Regions from separate parts of the Zea mays genome. Here region 2 is linked to region 1. A link is a contact called in public Hi-C data. All regions are on one chromosome and are shown on one strand. The core of a region is the stretch at or near the end of the contact, and the rest is flanking DNA. Distances in the headings are between cores, read along the strand shown.

Evidence for each region. Hi-C and Micro-C count contacts between places; a contact is called where the count stands out from the background.
Region 2: a Hi-C map of tassel shows a contact between it and region 1, with 2.4 times the contacts expected there. The contact joins the promoter of LOC100284895 here to the promoter of LOC100284855 in region 1. A contact is called at or near these places in 2 of 25 Hi-C or Micro-C datasets (ear and tassel).

The regions. Positions count from the first base shown.
Region 1 is chr2:211,382,455-211,388,658 of Zm-B73-REFERENCE-NAM-5.0, reverse strand. LOC100284855 reads left to right here and starts at 2,320. Exons shown (of 2, transcript NM_001372146.1): 1 at 2,320-3,602; 2 at 4,176-4,364. The coding sequence starts at 2,495. The coding sequence ends at 4,201. LOC109944603 (a long non-coding RNA gene) reads right to left here and starts at 1,474. Exons shown (of 5, transcript XR_004856425.1): 1 at 721-1,474; 2 at 535-591; 3 at 264-407; 4 at 53-159.
Region 2 is chr2:211,806,531-211,812,734 of Zm-B73-REFERENCE-NAM-5.0, reverse strand. LOC100284895 (D-erythro-sphingosine kinase/ diacylglycerol kinase) reads right to left here and starts at 2,881. Exons shown (of 10, transcript NM_001157790.2): 1 at 2,499-2,881; 2 at 1,133-1,255; 3 at 937-1,037; 4 at 703-775; 5 at 430-516; 6 at 241-318; 7 at 34-104. The coding sequence starts at 2,844. It overlaps LOC100304028, which reads right to left. Exons shown (of 3, transcript NM_001165552.2): 3 at 5,073-5,337. The coding sequence ends at 5,178.

The DNA.
Region 1 (6,204 bases), core at 1,071-3,570:
CCTTCCAGATGTCAGGACGTGTGAAGAAGTTTGATAAAAGTTGGGACCTTACTCGCATATGAGATCCTGATGTTCAAGTATGGATTCGGGAATGCGACTCAATCAACAAAATGGATTAAAAAGGAAGCTTTCTTCAATCCCCTTCTAACCAAACAAACCCTTAACAAACTTAACAAAATAGATTAAAAAGGAATCTTTCTAAACCACGAATTAGTAGCTAGTAAGTATAGTGGAAGCTGCAAGGGCACATAAAAGTGACAGACCTTGATGTTCCCAGCATCCTTGATAGCCTTGACGAGCTTATGCTGCAGGGAGAGATTGTGGCTGCGGATGTGCGCCCCGGAGCTTATGCTGCAGGGTACAGAATCATTATTCTGAACAGCATGGAGAGGAAGAACCCGTCATACCTGCAATGAATCCCAAACCCAGCCTCTCAATCAGTCAACCTTTGAGTCATTATAGAAGAATGGATCTTCAAATTAAAAGGGGGGCGAGTTAGGGAAGAAACGGCGAGACGAGAGGGTGCAGACGCACCACTTGAAATCGACGCCACGCATCGGCATGGTCTTCGTTCTCTTGTTAAGGGCCGAACTGAAGAACAAAAAAAAAATCAAGAGTAGAACTTTAATTGACAGTTCAAAATTGAATAAATAAATGGGAAAAATGCATCCGTCAATCCCACGACCGCATCGCACGAACCCGAAAATCCACACTGCTCACCTGAGTCCAGCCAGCAGGCGGAAGAACTGCGGGGGCAGGGGAGGGGTTCGCCGCTGACAGCGCAAGCTCGCCACCCCGATGCGACCGAAGGCTTGCCGGGGAGACAGGGAACGAGGAGGCAAGGGAGATTAAGATACTGTTGTGATTCTGCTCATCGCCGGGGAGTGAGCTTCTCGCCGCCTCCGCAGCATCTCATCGCAACGCCTTCCAATTTCCGAACCAGTCCACGAAAGCAAACGGGACGGAATCGGAGACAGCAAGCGCTCCCGCACGGCAGCACCGAACGGACTCGGCCGCCTAGCCAGCTAGCCTGTCCGTGGCGGGAGTCGATGATGAAGTCCTCCTCGTCGTCACTGTTGGAGACGACGGACTGCACGAAGGCCATCCAACCACCTGCGCTCTGCACGGATCGAGAGCGCACTGCATCGGTCACCCGCCCCGGCGGGGTCCAGCGGCCTGCGAAGATATCGAGGTCCGGCGGGAATAGGGACTCGACGACGAGGTCGGGAGGAGGAGCGCGACGCGGGGGCCTGCTGCTGCGCCGCCATCTTTGCCTCCGGCGTCACCGTTGTCGTCATGGAGCCCGCGGGCTCGGTCACCTCGAGGTCGTAAGCCGCAAGGCCAGAGGCGAACCTCCGTGTGGCGGTGGCCGGTGTAGATGGCGCGATGGCTACACAAGTGCGGATGATCGAGGGAGGAGGGCGCCCCCTATCCTTATCTAGGCAGAGGTTGCGGAGGGCGACTGCCGCGGCGGCGGGGATCACGGCGGGCGGTAGGGGATTGCGGAGGGCGGTTGGGGATTGCGTCGGGCGGGCATGGGGGAGGCAGGGGCAGTCTACATTAGGCTTTTAATAGTTGTAGAGATTAAACACAAGCAGCCGCGTACGCCGGCACGCTCCGAACGGGGCCTCAAAAAAAAAAGTGGACGTACGTACGTGCGCCCGGAAGGTGGTTCCGCTCGCCCGTTTCCGCCACGGGCAGCAACTTTGGTGGAGCGTTAGGTGCATTTTTTTTCATTAATCGATCGGTAGCGTGCAACCATTTTGCTCGCACCGCAACTTGTTTTTTTTGTTTGCTCTGACGTGCCGCCTGGTGCTGTACAAACCTTTACGGATGGCGTTTTTAGTTTGTGCTGCGCCTTTTCTTCGTCGCGATCGCGGCTTGTCGATTCCTTCACTGCGCCAACAGCATTTGGTGTAAACGATTGCAAGAGAACAATGGCATTACGTGCCTCCGTTGCGTTGCCCGATGTTTGCTGTGAAATACTAGTCTGTTGCCTAAGGTCCCGGCTACGCCTATCGAGATAGCTTTAAGACCCAAAATCCTTGTAGTCTAGTCTAGGGGTCAATAATTACTGGTTCAGGCCCGAACTCGATCGACTACCGGCCGAGCACAAACAGAGCACCAACGTACCAGATAATCGAGATTAGCAGTCCATTTTGGCAACCTGCACAAATCGTGGAAATAATTTGAATTTCAAGCTCTAAATTCCACATTTTAAACAGCAGGAGCTGGGCATGCCAAATTCCCAAATCAATCACCGAAGTATCAGATCCTACAGCTAGCCGCCGAGCCTGGCAACCTAGCACCCCGAATAGAAACCCGCCTCCGTCTCTCTCTCTATCTCTTGCCACTTCTTCCCCCGTCCCCTTCCCTCGCAACTCGCGATTCCCAAATCCCGATGCGCCCTCGCGCCTAGCCCCCTCCGCCGCCGCCGCCAACATCACCTCCCCTGTCACGGGACGCCCCCCCCCCTCCCCCTCCACCGCGTCCTATGACGTCGCCGACCTCGCACCACCCGGACTCCTCCACCCCGCACGCCGGGATCGGCAACGGCAACGGCGGCAACCACCACCTCCACCCGCCGACTCTGACCCCGGCGCCCGCGAGCACCCCGGCCGCTCCCCCCGCGCATGCGCACGGGGGCCCGCAGGTGCGTCTCATGTGCAGCTTCGGCGGCCGCATCCTGCCGCGCCCGGGGGACCGCCAGCTGCGCTACGTCGGCGGGGAGACCCGCATCGTGTCCTTCCCGCGCGCCGCGGCCTCCTTCGCCGCCCTCGTCGCCGCGCTCGCCAAGGCCGCGCCCGCGCTCTTCGCCCCCGGGGCGCCCAGGCCGTCCCTCAAGTACCAGCTGCCCCAGGACGACCTCGACTCCCTCATCTCCGTCACCTCCGACGACGACGTCGACCACCTCGTCGACGAGCTCGACCGCATCCACGACCTCTCCGCCAACGTCGCCCGGCCGCCCCGCCTCCGCGTCTTCCTCTTCGCGCCCGCGCCCGCGCCCGACGCCGCCTTCGGCTCCGTCCTCTCCGGCACCGCCGGCGACGCCGCCCCCAGCGACCAGTGGTTCGTCGACGCGCTCAACGCCCCCGCGCCGCACCCCATCGAGCGCGTCCGATCCGAGTCCTCCTCGATCGTCTCCGACGTCCCCGACTACCTCTTCAGCCTCGACAGCCCGTCCGACGACCCCAGCCCCGGCCCCTCGGCGGCTCGCGCCAAGTCCGACGCCACGGAGACTCCGCACCACCACGGCGACGACGTGCCGCCTTCCGCTCGACAGATACCGCACGTCGCAGGAGGAGCGTCATCGTGGCCCGCCCCGCCGCCGCCGTACATGGCGCAGCCTATGTACTACTTCCCCGTGCCGCCACCGGTCCACTATCTCGACCAGTCTGCGCAGAGTGGCTACATGCCTCGCCCGATCTACCACATTGTCGGTGGCGGAGGAAGCGAGGCGCCTGGCGGAGATCTTCACGCGGCCGGCGGAGTCTACGGCGTCTCGCACCACATGCAGGGGTTCCCGCCGATGATGTACGCGCCGCCGCGCGCGGTCATCTACAACTACAAGTCGGAGGGGATGCCATCGCTGCCTCCGGAAGGTGGGGCACACTCTTCCTAGGCGCATCGACTACTTCACATCTCTGAATCCTGATTATTGTTGCAGATGCCTAAGCTAAGGAGTTTTGCGTGGTATTTTTTTTATCGATTCGTCTAAGTCTTGTTCGTTGTTTTGTATAGATGGAGGGGTTGATGGTGATGGATAGATATTAATGCAGCTTTCGTCTAGTGGAAATATATTCGTGAAATGTATATCATACTAAATAGTATAGTATTTGGTGTGATTAATTAGTATTCTAGTTAATGTAATGTGGGATTCATATAATCTAGGTGGTTCTGGTCTTATAGAAACCATTTTTGGGCATTTTATATTTACATAAACTGGATGTTGGGTGAATGTTCTAAGCAGTATGTGCTGTGTTGAACCTCAATCACTTATGAGTGGTTTACTAAATTTGAATTTGCTGTTCTTTGCTTGAGTGCTGTATTGACTGAACGAATTCTCTCTAGATTTGATAAAAGAGATCATGTTTAGCCTGTTTACTTCTTAGTTAGTTTGATGAGTTCATTTGTTTTATGTCTGTATTGAGTTTGTATGATGTGGTCCTTCTCAGATTCTGCTGCTGTTCAGTCCTCCTGAGGATCCTGTACTTGGAACAACATGTAAAGCATCTACTTCGGTTCTGATGAACATATGCATGCTAGTACTAGTAGATAGATCATAAAACATATACACATACTCAGATGTAAGAAATCATCATGTGTACATCAAAATAAATTCATTTATATAATAAGTGATCTTTTAGCAATGTAATTATTTATTTTCGTCATTAACTATTACATGAAACGTCGTCACATGCAAGTTTAATGTGTCCCCATGGAAAACGGGGATGAGAACGGGGGACCCATCTCCGTCTCTGGAGAAGAATTTTTCTCTTTTTACATTCCCATGAGGAGGAAATGTCTCCGTCCCCATTTTTTAATAGAAGAATTCCCTGCGGGGAATCGAAAATGGTTTCCCATGAGGAGGAATTTTTACATTCCCATGAGGAGGAATTTTTCTCTTTTTACATTCCCATGAGGAGGAAATGTCCCCGTCCCCATCTACATCTGTAGATACAAACATTCAATACCAGCCCTTTGGAAATGCTTGTTTTGGCTGCTACTCCCTCCGCCATAATATACAAGACAACCACTTTTTATTCTATTTTTATAATACAAGACATACTTTATCTAGACATATATATATAACAATGCAGTAATATTAATTGATAGAGAGAATTAAATATATTTCTTAGTCTTTGAATGTTACATTTGTACTCAGAAAAGCTCAATTCCAAATCGGTCATGTAGTGAATCTTAGACAGCAGTGTTTTCTTGTGGAGTGGTTCATAGAGATAGTTTAGTCGATGTATTAGCTTTTATGTTCGACGTCAATATTGTCATATTTACATTGGTAGCTCCATAATTTCATTGCATACCATACGTACTCAAATGCCATACAGAAGCATCTAGGTCATGTGAATGCTATGCGAAAGCTTTTAAGTTCATACTAATTTTAATAATTAATGATAACACAAAATTATTGTAACATTGTGTGTTTTGTAGAGACAAATCAGTAGTTTTCATGCCATAAAATATGAATTAGTTTTGGGTTTTAAAGAACGATAACCTCTGTTAGGTGACTAGAAAGGTTTCACTGGCGTCGAACTAATTCTACGGTCAGTGTTGGACCATATGCTCTGTGTAGTAAGTAAAATGGCTAGTTTTGACACAGTAAGTACATAGTTATTGTTGTGTCTTGTCAGTATGTGAAAATTGGTATGATGTTCGATGTTACTGTAATGGCTATTTGGCCAGTTGGGGTTATAAATGCACCACCAACTTGTTCATAATAGTGATTTTCCCATTTAAATAGTTGAAGCAACCCAATTTGAAGGGTGAGGGAGAGCCTTTGATTAGTGATTGACTTGAGAATTAAAATTTGCTTGATTAGCGGCCTTGTTAGTTTATAGAGAGTAACTAGGTGTGCACCCATTGATCTCATTAAGCTTGGTTGAGTCAAGTGAGGGTTTGTGCACCCATTGATTTGGATAGATTCCTCTCGAGCACAAAAATCCAACCCTTGCAGGAAATTTTGAAGAAAAAAAATCCTAGAGATGGATTTGGGATCAAGAGCATCTAGGTGAGTTCTAGGTATTGATTCTCTGAGAATATCCTATGAACACTCAAAAAACACTTAGGTTTAGATTGACCGGAGTTGATCTGAACGCTTAGAGTATTTTCATGAAAAAACCAGTTACAGCTCGAACGTAGCAGGCATGTCTCACGTGAATACCAAACATGTATGTTATTCAACGTTTTGAGTTTGAAGCTAAAATTTGGTGGGGAGCATTATTAAGGGGCCCTGGTCTTGTGTTTAAGATTACCTATATTTTGGCAACATTTGATATGGTTTTCATTCCCCCCCTAAGGTATTATTTGGATAATCTCGTATTCACCCCAATCCACATGTATCGAGATACTCCCTCCGTTCACTTTTGATAGACCTATTTTCAAAATTGAGTTTTTCATTTTTGATAGTCTTATTTGAGTTGTGGTCCAAAATCTGATATAAATGATTGTTTAGGTCCTCGTGCAGAG
Region 2 (6,204 bases), core at 1,632-4,131, 420 kb before region 1:
ACTTGATATAAGCTTTTAGTGTAGAGAGTATACATAAAAATCAAGGCGAGCACTTCCCATCCACCTATACTTCTCAGATTCAATATCAACATCAGCCACCAGACCTGCAGTTCGTAGACCATTTTCAGTTTTGTCAATTAAATTTCACTGCAGCAAAAGAGAAAATGACAGAGCAATCTCTGAGGAAGGTGGCCTATGTTCTCAGCTGTTGTTTCGAAACAGAGGTTATATGTTGCATACCCCATGTAAGCATCAGGACACTAAAGAACCTTGCCTTTCCCTGCACAACAGAAGTAACATCAAGGGCACGTTTATGACCTGTGTAATAGATAGAAGCCGCATCAGCAATTATTCAAACACATAAATGGACGAGATAAGATGATGTGGCTGCTAGATAAAGGTGACAAAGATAAGGACAAAGACAGTGACCTCTGATGATTGCGAACACAGCATTAGATATACAGAATGGTTCACCAGCAGCATGCAGTAGAGATCGTGCCATTCCATTTCCAGTACCTGTTGCACATTGTAATGTGTGAAAAGTCTGCCCAACAAAAAACTGAAAAAAGCTACCAGATACAACTAATCTTGGTTAAACAGCTTCTGTAGTGTTTGCTTATGTAAATTAAACTAAGACACAATACTACGAACTAATGTGCATCATTATATCCATATAATAAAGGAGCTGCTATGATAATGTACCTGCTGGAATGATCCCAAGGGGCACTTTTATTGCTGTTTCCCAATCCTCCCTTTGCAGGAGACCATTGACAACCTAAAAACAAAATAAAATAACAATAAGAGAAAGAAACAAAACATAGCAAGCAAGCAAATATAATCAAACAGTGTTAAATATCTGAAAACATGAGAATTTTCAGAGCCTAATAAATTGCACAGAATTGCATTCGCATACAGAGAATGTTGTTCTTTGCTAACCTCTACCATCACACCATCTCCACTGACACAAATGATGCCGTCATACTTCCTAAGATCAAGTGAATGTGCAATCTCTTGAGCATGAAGGCGATGCTTGGTTTCTAAACATGTTTCACAATTTGAAGATTAGACACAGAGTAACAGGCATCACAATTATAATCCCAAAAATACGATTAATAAATATAGACCACCTGACCTTGCATCGTATAAAGCACGCCAGAAGCTTCAATGAGGGGGAGGACTTCATTCTGGAAAATACTCGGTCCACTTCTCTTTCCACCATAAGGGTTCACTATAATGAACAATTTCTTTGGCCGGCCTGTGGCAATATTGCAGGAGGAATAACAAAGGGACCATGAGTTGGTAAAACTAGTGTTCTAATACAGTTGTTAATCTACTATGCTTTTCTGAAGGAGTTATAGAAGCCTGAACCAACCAGAAATGGAACAGAAATATGCAGGAGAAAAGAGCACTGGATCAACACCATCAATAATGAACTGAACAAAAAAAAGTCAGCTCCGACATTTTGCATTGATAGCTATAGGGATGCAAGTATGTCATGTTCTGAGTCATTGGATTGACCCAGAACTTGATAAAATGAAGTAAAATGGCATGTCATGTAATTAATTTAAGGGGAGAAATGAACTAAGTTAGTTGACACACAAAACACCGTTGATTACCTACTTGCATCCTACGAGTATGATAGCTAATGCAACATTCAAGGGTGATGTTAATATGAAAATGGGTGACAATGAGAGGAAAATTCAACCAAATCTCACAAAACAACAATAAAAGGCTGTAAAAGATATGTATAACATTACTACTGCCAAGTATCACTGCTGCATTGTGCCAAATGAACAGGCATCGTTTAGACAGACATACATGATTCTGTCTTGCTCAGGGTGATAATTATTTAAACGCAAGCTATGTGCGGTATGCACCATCATCGACATGCCAATTTGAAGTCAACCGTGGAAATTGAGTGGACCAGGTACTGTAGAAGAATCCATGGAGAATTTCAAACTCTGTAGCACTCAACTAGTTGGCACCTTGCATGCTGCTACATCTGTACATTTGACGCTATGACCAGATCATGCCCAGAAGAACAGCTATTCAAACGCACGGTTTCACGCATAAGAAAGATCTGCGCACGCCTAGGAGGCTAGAACAATTATAATCTAGAACCAATTGCTTCAAACTATTATTGTTGAATTAAATCAAAGCGACTGGCCATTCTCTTCTGGTTCCCCTTACTATCAGGAGCAGGGTTTTTTTTTTTTGCCTCTCCCAGCTGTCCAATCGAAGTCAACGAACTCCTCAACTCCGCCACGCAACCACCATGGCCGCCGCCTACCCGATCAAGAACAAGGCGTCCAGGCAATGCCAAAACTCCAGCCACGGATTGTTAAAAAACAATAGTTGCGTTGCGTGAGCACATCGATCACATCACGAGCCAAGCACAATTCCCAAGATGCAGAGAGAAATTTTAAAGAAATAGTAGGATGCAGGAGAATTGAAATAATCGAATTGCAGCTAGCAGAGTAACAGTTGATATTGATTACCGAGCGAGGCTAGGCGATCACTGATTACGTCCCCCCACCGCACCGCGGTGGCCTCGTTCTCCATCTCCACCACCACCTCCCCTCTCCTCCGATTCCCATCCCCTCCTCCCCCTTTCCCATTACCGCCACCGCTGGCGGCAAAGGTCGCGAATTTGAGCTGCCTCCCGTCCATCTGGAACCCGAGCACCTCCGACTCCAGCTCCAGCCGCCGCTCCTGCCCCTCTCCGTTGCCGCCGGCGGCGGGGCGCCACGCCAGCTCGCCGCCCACGAGCGTGGCCTCCGCCTTGGTGCCGTTGACCCGCACTGACTCGGTCAGGACCTCGACCTGAGGCTGGTGATCGGCCATGGAAGGACTAGGCGGATGAGCTTGTAGTGTAGCTTGCTGGGAAGTATCGATGGGGTTGGAAGCGAAGCTAGCAGAGGTTTGGGAACAAGGAGAGGACAAAAGGTGCGCGGTTAATATATGTTGGTTGGCGGCTTGCCGGTCGGGTACTCGGGTCTATAGGAGTATCAGGCTGGTGGGAGCGCATATATGAACCTAGGTTCCGTTTGGTTCATTCTTATTTTTAGAATCTTATTCTAAAATCTTATTATTAGTTAAACAGCTTCTAAATTGTATATTAGATTCTATACCAAAATCTTATAATCTTAACACAAGTTGATGATAAAATTTGTATTAGATTTTATGCATTATCCAACATCTCAAAAACCATATAAAACCTCATTATCTCTATTAGACTCCCTATTTTACTCTCTTACTTAATATTTCAAACTTTACTCTATAAACAGTGCAATCTATAATATAAAACAGTACTTTACACGGCCCTTTACACGGTCTTCTGAAGATGGCCATCACCCTACTCATCATCAGCCTTTATACTCTAATACACAATTTTTAACGTCAAGCTTATAGACACCTTAATATCATGTCAGTTTTATTTTTATAGCCTTTTATTTAAAATAAGATATATTTATTAAAATTTATATTTATTTAAGCACATAATTAAGCAAATAAAAATTACAAAACTCATAAAAAATATAATATAAAAACTTTAAAAAATAAAAAATATAAAAAAAACGCCTTCGTCATCTTCCCCTTCCCTCTCTTCCACCATTTCTTCCTCATATAAGCTGTGACCATAGAAAGTAGCATTCTACTGGAGATTTGTTTTCGATTGAGAAAAAAAAAACTGGCGTAACAAACCAAGATGCATACCTCACTGATATCCTATAAAATAAAATAGCTGCTCTAACTAATGACTGTTGTGCAGTGCATATGCTAAACGGAGAACTGAGACGTCAAGATGGTGGTTATCAAGTGAATAAATAAATACTAGTTAGATGCTTGTATATTGTTATAGTTTCTATATACTATATAGATAGACTTTATTCTATATATTGTTTGTTTATAAAATATAAACTCCCAAAATATGTGTACTCAGTTTAGTTACGTGTGTGTGAATATGAAGCCCATAACTATAAAACGGGAAGGGGAGGGATGATAGGGGGAAAAAACAAACATAGGCGCTAAACGCATGACGCACGACAACAAAGATGTTTTATATAAGCATAAAAATAAATAAATTCAGTGTCACAGTTCACCGAAACAACCAATTATTTGAATTTGATGACCAGAGTCGATTTCATCCATAGCCCATAGGGACGCGGCGATGTCCCCCGCAGCTTTCCCTGACGCAAACGAAAACGGCACCTGGTGAACACGAGGACGACGTGCGGTCCCGAACCGCAAGGGAGCCAAGGAGACGACGGTGCGTCTCGGATACGCCGGCAGATCGATACGCGACGCGATCCCCGGTGTGATAACAACGGCATGGGCGAGCAAACGTTGGAAGACCTTTTGCTTGCTCCACGAATCCCTCTAGCCTTGTACAGTTCCTTCCTTGCGACGCTTTGACTCTACGAGGCCTATGATTGGCACACCGAGAAGGACACATAAGAAAAGGGCCACATTAAATACAACACATACAAATGACGTAGCCAAAGCCAATAATAGCACGTGGCGTAACAAATGAGTGCTAGCTACTGTACCAAATTACAGTATGGCACAAGGCAGCAACAGTATTCCACCCACGCCCTATGAACATCCCAGATGCAGATACAAATCTTCCAAGGCTTCAAGAAAATGCCTTTGGAATTTGTTTGGGTTCTTGGTCCAAAAGAAAAAGGGAACAAAATCAGAGTTGCTTACCTTTTTATCGCCAAAAGAAAAGGCATTCCAGGAAGAGGAGATTCGCTTTACCTTTTTTCATAGCAAAAAAAAACGATTGCTTGGGTCCAGTAACCGTCCAGGCTCAAAGAAATTGCTGAAGGGGGGTACATATAAGAAAGAACATTGAACACTGGAAGTATTTTTAACAGTACTGAGTGAAAATATGTTGCCGATTCAGCAAAAAGGCACCGGAATTGTAGAACAGACCAAGCACTTGGTCACCATATCCTGAAGTCAATATCGAAGTACCAAACCATCAAGGCATCAAAACATCGAAGTATCACGAGACACCAGGTAGCGCGAAAGCAGATTCCCGAGATCTTGTAAAGAAGCTGACATGAAGATTTGTAAGCAAAGCAAGCTTTCATTTCTTCGTCGCAAGCACAGATTCGGTTGCTCTACAATCTAGAAATATACTGGTACACAAAATTCTGCTCAGTGCTAAATATTCAGTCGTACAAAGACTTGGCCGACTGGATTCTTGTCTTCTTGCCTTTTGCTTTCTGGATCTTCTCCTCGGACTTCTCATTCTTCGATACAGCCCTAGCAATTGCTTTCATTTTCCTAGCATTCTGTGACCTTTTCATATGCACCCCCTTCTTTATTTTCCTGGTTGAAGAGACAGAGAACAAACTGAGGACACGTGTCTAGTCCATAACAATGCAGATTTCAGGGAACACGGCTGGAGCATATAGCAGAAAGGGACAAACTTTTTAGGGAATTTGTTACATATTCACTTTAGTATCCTGTAATAAAACTTGCAAATGTACTTACTGGAGGGGATAGGAGAGCAGTAACTTCAATAGTTCACTCTTAGTGGCCTAATATCTAATGTATGAAGAGATATCTCACTAAGATCAGACACGTTTAGGCAGTTGACTACAGCTCAACCTTACATGGCCATAGAAGAGAGATTTGTTGATCCTCAGGAGTCTACTGGTGAACTATAAATGCTAATTAGGTCGAAACATAAAGTCAAGTTAACCCAATTTGACTAGAAACTACCAGGGGTGGTAATGGGCTCTAAAAGGTCGGGCTCTATTCCTATTCATTTTTTAACTTAAATTAATTAAGGGCCCTAATTTTGTGAATAAACATTTGGATCGCAATCCATTACCACCCCTAACCATACTACAAAAAAAAACTGGGCGAAGGTTCATGAGACGCTGATAAGTATTTGGTAGACCCAGCAGATTTGGGCTATTTGGGCAAATGAACATTGGTGGGAAGATACAACCAGTTTTGCTTCTACGGTGAAGATCTATGAACTGAAAAGAGGTGTACCCACATGTGTACAGTTTGCTTATAGTTAAGATCTCAGAGTCATAACTACCTAAGACTCTATATTTCCAACTTCGCTGTCTACAGTGCGGAAACATTGTTTTGCAATCATTTAAGCGGAGCCTACTGGTGAGGGTAGACTAACAAATACACAACTACTATGGATGCCAATTATTTTCCATTTGTTGACTTCTG